Regions from separate parts of the Mus musculus genome. Here all the other regions are linked to region 3. The links are chromatin contacts, called in public promoter capture Hi-C maps. All regions are on one chromosome and are shown on one strand. Each heading gives the region's core, a stretch centred on a gene start, on an enhancer-like site or on the middle of the called end of the contact. The rest is flanking DNA. Distances are from core to core; before and after follow the strand shown. Region 1 holds the start of Zar1l (zygote arrest 1-like). Region 2 holds the start of Katnal1 (katanin p60 subunit A-like 1). Region 3 holds the start of B3glct (beta-3-glucosyltransferase).

The links. Promoter capture Hi-C pulls out the DNA fragments that hold promoters and counts their contacts.
Region 1: a contact with region 3 is called in a promoter capture Hi-C map of erythroid cells, with 7 times the contacts expected there. The contact joins the promoter of Zar1l here to the promoter of B3glct in region 3. A contact is called at or near these places in 2 of 39 promoter capture datasets (the 3T3-L1 cell line and erythroid cells), 1 of 115 datasets of contacts at active chromatin or transcription factors (embryonic forebrain) and 1 of 9 other capture datasets (adipose tissue).
Region 2: a contact with region 3 is called in a promoter capture Hi-C map of erythroid cells, with 5 times the contacts expected there. The contact joins the promoter of Katnal1 here to the promoter of B3glct in region 3. A contact is called at or near these places in 1 of 39 promoter capture datasets (erythroid cells), 1 of 484 Hi-C or Micro-C datasets (CD4 T cells) and 1 of 115 datasets of contacts at active chromatin or transcription factors (astrocytes).

Annotation. Positions count from the first base shown.
Region 1 is chr5:150,516,896-150,519,595 of GRCm38.p6, reverse strand. It overlaps Zar1l (zygote arrest 1-like), which reads left to right and starts at 1,437. Exons shown (of 4, transcript NM_001159693.2): 1 at 1,437-2,009; 2 at 2,536-2,628. The coding sequence starts at 1,437.
Region 2 is chr5:148,927,391-148,930,090 of GRCm38.p6, reverse strand. Katnal1 (katanin p60 subunit A-like 1) reads left to right here and starts at 1,444. Exons shown (of 11, transcript NM_153572.2): 1 at 1,444-1,565. Gm36446 (a long non-coding RNA gene) reads right to left here and starts at 1,279. Exons shown (of 2, transcript XR_377236.1): 1 at 1,188-1,279; 2 at 469-958.
Region 3 is chr5:149,676,891-149,679,605 of GRCm38.p6, reverse strand. B3glct (beta-3-glucosyltransferase) reads right to left here and starts at 1,376. Exons shown (of 15, transcript NM_001081204.2): 1 at 1,227-1,376. The coding sequence starts at 1,269.

The DNA.
Region 1 (2,700 bases), core at 188-2,687, 840 kb before region 3:
GGTTCTGGCTGTGTAGCTAGGCTGGTCTCGAACTTGTGAGTCTCCTGCCTCAGCCTTTTGGGTTCTGGAATGACAAGGCCTATACCACCACACATGCTTTTTCTTTCTTGTTCAATGACTGATTAAAATTCCCATTTATATGGCAGTTTCTTTACTCATCTGTCATCTGATATGTAGGTTGCTTCCAGAGTTTGACTCTTGGATGAGGATGAGGGCAGAATCTCTTAATTGATTTCACTTTCTTTGCATATGCATACAAATAATGGGATTGCTAGGTCGGTGGTTCTATTTTTTAAAAAAAGGATAGGGCTGGAGGGATGGCTCAGCAGTTAAGAGCACTGGCTGTTCTTCCTAGAGGTCCTGAGTTTGATTCCCAGCAACCACATGGTGGCTCACAACCATCTATAATGAGATCTGAACTCTCTTCTGGCACGCAGGTATACATGCAGATATATGTTAAATAAGAAAATGTCTTTTAAAAGATATATTTATCTAGTTTTAAAAGGTATGTGTGTGGGCTGGAGAGATGGCTCAGTGGTTAAGAGCACTGACCGCTCTTCCAGAGGTCCTGAGTTCAATTCCCAGCAACCCACATGGTGACTCACAACCTTCTGTAATGGGTTCCGATGCCCTCTTCTGGTGTGTCTGAAGACAGCTATAGTGCACTCATATAAATAAAAATAAATAAATCTTTAAAAAAAAGTATGTATGTGCCTGTGAATGTGTGTCTATGTACGTGAGTGTAAGTTATATCCAGAAGAGGATGTCAGCTACCAGCTGGAGTTACAGGTGTTTGTGAGCCACCCAGTGACTGGGAATCCAAGTTGCTATGAGCACTTTGCAATATGATGCAATATGAACCACTGAGACATCTCTCCTGCCCTCCTATTTTTAAATCTTTATTTTTAATTATTATTATTATTATTTTTGATGGCAAGTGTTTCAAGACAAGGTTTCTCTGTGTAGCCCTGGCGGTCCTGGAACTCACTCTGTAGACCAGGCTTGCCTCCAACTCAGAGATCCACCTGCCTCTGACTCCCAAGTGCTGGGATTAAAGGCTCCACTACAGCACAGCCAATTGCTAATTCTTGAGGAGACTCCGTGTTAGTTTCCATAATACCTATACTAATTTATATCCTCACCCACTGATACCAGATCAACAAAGTCGTCACCAAGAGAATAAGTGAGTGAAATTACTAGTTAAAGCATGTGTGAAGAAGTCAGAAATGAAAAACAACCTTGAGAGAGAAAAAAAATTAGTGAGCACTGCTGATTGGAAAGGTAGGGAAAACAATTAGTCATCTCCTAGGTGACTTCAATTAGGGAGCTAACTGGCTGCTCCCGCTCTGGAATAAATTAAGAAACCTGGGTGAACCCGAATCAAATCTACAAAGAGGAAGAGGAGGGTGAGGGAGGAAACTCCCCCCTCCCCTCAAATGGAGCGTCTTTTCTGTGTTCCCTGTGGCTATGGGACCACAGACCCTTTGACCTACCCTGGCCCCTGGAGACACTGTCAACAGCAAAACTGGCCACAGAATATGGGAGCTCCCATTTTCCTAGCCAGGCTTAGGGTACCAGCAAATGTCTCGCAGTCCTGTATGAACCCTTACAACAGGGCTCAGCTTCAGGCCGTTTCCACTCAGATGGACCCCAACCTGAGTCTATGGCTACGCAGTGTCCACACCACGGAGGTGGGCGTACAGGTGAGCCTTCGAGTGGACAAGTCAGTGCAGTGCTCACAGGGGTCACAGACCCTCCACAGCAGCTCCCTCTCGGACAGAACCAGCTCCAGGAAGCCCACCGAAGCTTGGGAAGTAGGGCGGAGAGCCTTGATCCGGCGACCCCAGGATGGGGAAGACGAGGAAAGCCAGGAGGAGCTCACAGGACCTACAGAGGCCAGTCAGCTGCTGCTACCTACATGGAGCCGGGATCGTGAGGAGCAGTTCCCACGGCTGAAGGAATTGGGGGAGGAATATGCCCACAGCCCTCAGGACAGGAAGGGAAAGCAGGTATGTGCACGCGCAGAGCTCATTTGGGAAGCTCCGCTTTTAGCTGGCTTCTTTCTCTCTGCTCAGCCCCCCACCAGCAGGGTCCTCCCTCCTTCCATTTCCAGATCGGTAAGTGCTATTTCTACCTTTTCTTGGGCGAGGAAGGTGGCGTTCTGGAAGCATGTACTTTGTTTACATGGTCTGGGTGTTTTTCAAATTTTGGTAATATAGGCATGGAGCCTAATTTTAAAAAGTCTTGTCGTTATTTCTGGTGAAGATGAGGCCGACAGTAAGCTTCGAGTGTGTGAAAGGTGAACCTAGATTTTTATTTTTGGAGATGTTGCTGTTGGTGTTGCGGGAAATGGACAGGAAACATCCTAGGGCTGCGAGCCTAGAAGCTAAATTAACGGCTCTGTAGAGAATAGCTGAAAGCAAGGTCCAAGAAGTAGATGCTGTTGCGTTAAGCCATCAATTACGAAACAAGGATCTACACTCTTCTTCTCCTGACCCCCGTTAATAAAATACTTCCATTTGAATTTCTTTTCAGTTTTTGGAACTAAAATATGGCTATTTTCACTGTAAAGATTGTAAGAGGAGATGGGAGAGTGCTTATGTGTGGTGTATCTCAGGTACCAACAAGGTAAGCAAGTGTGAGAGGTGGGGCATGCGTGGGGGGAGGGGCACGGAGGCCTGGAAGGTGCAGGCGCATCAG
Region 2 (2,700 bases), core at 195-2,694, 750 kb after region 3:
TATAGCACTTTTTTTTTTTTTCCCCTGAGACAGGGTTTCTCTGTGTAGCCCTGGCTGTCCTGGAACTCACTCTGTAGACCAGGCTGGCCTCGAACTCAGAAATCCGCCTGCCTCTGCCTCCCAAGTGCTGGGATGAAAGGTGTGAGCCACCCCTGTCCGGCGATATAGCACTTTTTAATCGGTACAGGACAATTTCCCCATCGGCCAATCCACCTTCAACTGCTAGTCAAATATTTTGACCTTTTTTTTTTTTTTTTTTTTTTTTTTTTTTTGGTTTTTCGAGACAGGGTTTCTCTGTATAGCCCTGGCTGTCCTGGAACTCACTTTGTAGACCAGGCTGGCCTCGAACTCAGAGATCCACCTGCCTCTGCCTCCCGAGTGCTGGGATTAAAGGCATGCGCCACCACGCCCGGCTTATATTTTGACTTTTATCACGATTGGATTAACTAGTATCTGAAAGCTACCGTGTGAGGTGCCAGACTTTTATTCTGTTTTATCATAAAAGTTTCTCTCAGGAACAGAGATAGTTCCATTTTGCAGACTAAAACGTTCAGAGCAGGTAGGTAAGGTGCCTCGGGTCATCGGCTACCAACCAGTTAGCCAAGGAGCTGTGTTAGAAGGCCAGGTTGTTAATCCAGGCCCATAGTACACTGAAGAGTGCACAAACCTCTGCATAAGACCCATTATAGCTTCGAATTCAATAGGTGGGGAGCAGTGCCATTTACGAGTTCCAGAGTCCAGAATCCTCCTGTAGGCTGTGTGCACACGCTATCTAAGCAATGGCTCGTTCTCACTCCACTCCCTGGAGGATGGCGGGAGGGGGCTGCGAGCAGCCTCCAATCCACAGAGCTGGCTCAGCAAGGTCGCCTCCTTAGAAGCCGCTCTCTGTCGCTGCACACGTCCCGCCCCGATGCCGGCCGGTGCAGCACGCCCCACCTAGGGTCTCGGGTTCCTCATCCTGTGGGGTGAGGGCTCCGTGTTCGCCACACTCGCCTCTGAGCATCCTTCCCTACTGCCCCCTTTCCCAACGCTGACTCAGCCCCACGCCCTCTCCGCAGCACTGCCGCAGCTGCCATGGCAACCGTGAGCCACCGCCTCTTCGCGCCGGCCGCGAACTAACGGACTCCGGGCGGGCGGCGGCTAACGGCGCCCCGCCTCGCCCCTCCCCGTTCCTTGACAGCCCTGACCTGCAGGATCTAAGTGGTGAGCCCGAGGGGCCGGGCTTGACAGGGAGAGCCGGGTTGCGGAGCCCAGGCGGGCAGCCCCAGTCCGCAAGACCTCGGCCGCCGGCAACAGGCCGCTCCCCCGGAGGAGAAGCGGGAGAGCCACGCAGAATGTAGCACCAGTCGCAGGGTATCATGGGTCTTGTAGTTCGGTGGCTCATCAGGCTCGCCGCCTTGGCTGGGTGATTCGGGCCGAGAACTACAAAGCCCAGCGGTCCGGAGCGCGGCGACAGACTGATAAATTGGGAGCTACTCAGATGGTGTTAAAGTGACTCTTTGTCTGCAGGGGGCTCCGGGGTGGTCGCTGGATTGGGCGCTGTGCGTCGGGCGGGGGTAGCGCAGGTGAGCCTCATTGCTGCGCTCCAGCCCCGCAGCCTCTGCACTCGCGGCCCCGCTCCATCGCCACCGCGCGGGGCCTGGGCCTCCTAGGGTGCTGCCTCTTGGTGCAGAACCGTATGTATGGCGCAAGGTCGATGCGAGACCCGACAAAGCCTTCACTAAAAGGCCTTTGCCTTTCCCTGTGAATCTCTAGGTATTTCTGCTTATTTTTCAAGTACCTCAGAGCTTTTGGCATATAAAATCCATTCATTAGCGTGTGTTCAGAGGACAGTAATATTTAAAAGGACAAGTGTGAAAGCTGATGAAGGATATTACTGTTATTTGGTGATGTCTGAATACATATACATATATATATGTTGCATGTTAGCTATTGAGGTTGAATGTCATGGAGTAATTAATGCCCCCTTCCGGCTCCACTCTTCACTTACTACCTAAATGTTGCCCACACATATTTTGGTTCTTTGAAGACTAGTTAAACTTTCAATGGCTAGTTAATTTTTGCCTTTTTCTGGAGAGTGTCTTTAGCATTTGTTTCTTTTTTCCCCAAGCACTTCCTAGAACGCACACACGAAGCTGATGGGTCTGGAGTATTTTGGGGAGGTCATAAATAACGAACTTGGTTTTATTGACTGATGAGATTTCTTAGTGGGTTTTGATGTGCTGCGATCTCACACACTTGTCTATTTCATTAAGCTTTGTTTGGTCTTTCACTCCCTTGGAAGTTTCTGTTGCTAGCTCTCCTTCATTTCTGACTTTCTCCTCTAGCCAACTTTACTAGAAATGTATTTTATTGAACTTTCTGAACAATCTCCTTTTGACTACACTGAAGTGTTCTGTATTCTGTTTCTATTTTTTAAAAATACCTGATTGATTTATGCACATTTTTCTTTGTTTTAGAGACCAGGCTTCACTGTGTAGTTTTGGCTAGCTAGAACTCACTGTGTAAACCAGGCTGTCCTGGAGCTCACCTGTCTGTCTCAGGATGCTGATATTAAGCATGGCTCAGGATGATTTCCTCTTTTTATTATGTGTAGTGAGAATTTTGGTGTTTTTTTTAAACATGGAATTTACATAGAAATATAAAAATTGTTTTTGTTTTAATCCCAGGTTTGGGATATTGGGCTGCTTCAGATTGTCC
Region 3 (2,715 bases), core at 127-2,626:
AAGGTTCCGCGGGGCACCCCGGTCCTCCCTCCCCTCCTTGCCCAACTGCATTAGGAGGAAGGCAGGCCAAGTTTGTAGGTTCCTAGGGAGTGGTACACAAAGAGAGGAGGTCTCTGGGAAATTGCAGGAGCTGAGGGTACAGGGTGGGGGTGACGCAAGGGATACGGGGAGGGGGGCGCGCCTTGGGGCGTGCTAATGGCTGTATCAGGGTTCTGTAAAGCTGGGTAGGGTCTCAAGGAACACACGATGGGATGCATGGAGTATTTAAGGCAAAACGGTGTGTGCTTGACTGGGGCGATGGGCGGGGGTGGGGGTGGGGTGTAGATAGTGGGACACCGGTCATGCACAGCAGGAGATCCAGGGTACATACGGAGGAGTGGGAAAAGGGGTGCCCATGGCCGAGTGCAGGTTGTCCACAACAGGAGGTACAGGGTGCACAGGGCGGAACACGGGGGATGCACAAGGTAGAGAGCGGGGTGCACACAGTGGGATGCGGGGTATGCACGGTGAGGTGGGATACGGTATTCAAGGTCGGGAGGGGTGAAACTTGGGATATGCACCTCCAGGCACTGGGAATGCACATGGAGGATCGAGGGGTGTGCACAAGGTGGGGCGCGGGGATGCACATCTAGGGGTATGGGATGCACAACTATGGGACCCATGAGTGCACAGCTGTGGGACACAGGGGCACACGGTAGAGAGCAGGGGGTGTACGGCCGGGCACGGAGTAAGCACAAGCAGAGGGTGCACACGGTGGGGCGCACGGAGTGTACACAGTGGGGCGCAGAGTGCACACGGCGGGCCGTGGCATGAATGCCGTGGGGCGTAGGATAGCTACGGTGGAGTGCGGAGTGCACACCGCGGAGCGCGGCAAGCATTCGGCGGGGCGCTGGGGGCGCACAGGGCGGGGTGCTCATAGTGGGGCGCGAGGTGTGCACCGCAGGGCGCACGGGCGGCGCGCAGGGGCGGGAAAGGCGCGGCCTCTTGTAAAGTTTCTAGCAGTTGCGCGGCTCTGGCTCCCGACCCGGCCGCGCCCTCCCCACCAGCCCGCGTGCCCCGGCGGAAGGAGGCGGAGATGGAGAGGGCGCGGGCCGAGGGTGGCGCCACTAGAGGGCGCTGCGGCCGGGACGGGGCGGGACGGGGCGGGCGGCAGCCGGAACCGCGCGGGGGTGGCCAGCAGCCCCGGGACTCCCTCCCCGCGCCCGCCCGGGCCGCTCGCTACTTACCCGCGGAGCAGCTGAACAGCGCCAGCAGCGCGGGAGGCCGCATCCCGGAGGCAGAGGCTCCGCGCCCTTCCCGGAGCCGAGCTGCGCGGACGCCCTGCGCGCCTGACCCTTCTCGCGCTCCCCTCCTCCTTCCCGGCGCCGCGCCGGCTCGGGCTGCGCCCTCTGGCGGCCGGGATCGGGAGCGCCCCGGTGTACGCTCGCAACCGGCGCGGTTGTAGGTGGTCCTGCTGCCCAGCTGGACCGCGCCCTCCTCTGGGCATCTGACCTCAGAGCTTCTTTTCTGACCCTCTGACAAACTCTGCCGTCATGCCCTTCGCTTCCCAGAACTTCTTTCCCCATCCCTAGCAGTAGATCACCCTTACTGTCCTCAAAGTGAAGGAAGAAGGATCGTTTTTTTCTTCCCTGCTAATGGACTATCTTCAGTTTTTATAAAAAGCAAAATCGATAATTCAACTCTTAATATTGTTGGCACCGATGTTCTACTTTGATGAAGGTGTTTTTAATCAGCTCAACTAATTTACTTAATATCCTCTTCTTAAATGGAATTTGATTAATAGCTTTGGCCCGGAGTTTTGCTCTTAATAGATGTTGGTGTAAAGCTAAATTTTTATTAATGTTATTTTGAGTGTTCACTGTGATGGAAGAGAGAGGGTATTCAAGATACTTGATGAAAATGAATCAATTAAGAACACAGAGAAGAGTGAGGTGGAAAAGTCACATAAGCAGAGTTCCTTCCAGCACAGAATCCTGAAGGGTCTCCCTCCCACCCTGGAAGAGTTCCACCTGAGGACCTTACAGTTACATTGTAGTGAACCAAAGAGGGAAACAATTACAGGGAAGAATTAGAGGGACCCTTCCCAGAAACACAGTTTCTCCTGCATCTCCAAGGATGTAAAAAAGACTGACTGAGCAACCCTGGCTTGTGTTTAGATGATGCGAGGCTAGAGGGCAGCTAGAGTTGCCTTTCAGCCACTGTGGTCACAGGACAAATGACTCACCGAACATCTCCCCCAACCACAGGTAGTAAAACTCTAGGGCAAGCCTGCTCATAAAGACTTTGGCAGTCATATTTCTTAGTTTCTGTGTGTTTCTTGTTGACTGGTGCCAGTCTCTTGACTGATGAAGACCAGCGCTACAGTTTTTCCAAATTCTTGGTTGGCTGCTTTAACTCCTTGGGCTTTCTTGGGAAGTTCTAAAGCTGATAGACAGTTTCCCATTGCTAAAGTTTTCTAGCATTCTCCTAGGAAATATTCCTTCCCTTTGTTAGACACCGTACCTATAAACAAGATGTAAATAGAGAGAAAAATCTAGTAGCCAAGTAACACAACTGAGGACCCTACTTTGGTAGCAAACAACTTTGAGGGCTTAGTGGATCAGACTTTTCATTGAAATTATCCTGGAAGGATGGAGAGGTGACTCAGTGATTAAGACCATGTACTACTCTCCTGGAGGGCCTGAGTTCCATTCCTACATCCACATTTGTTGGCTT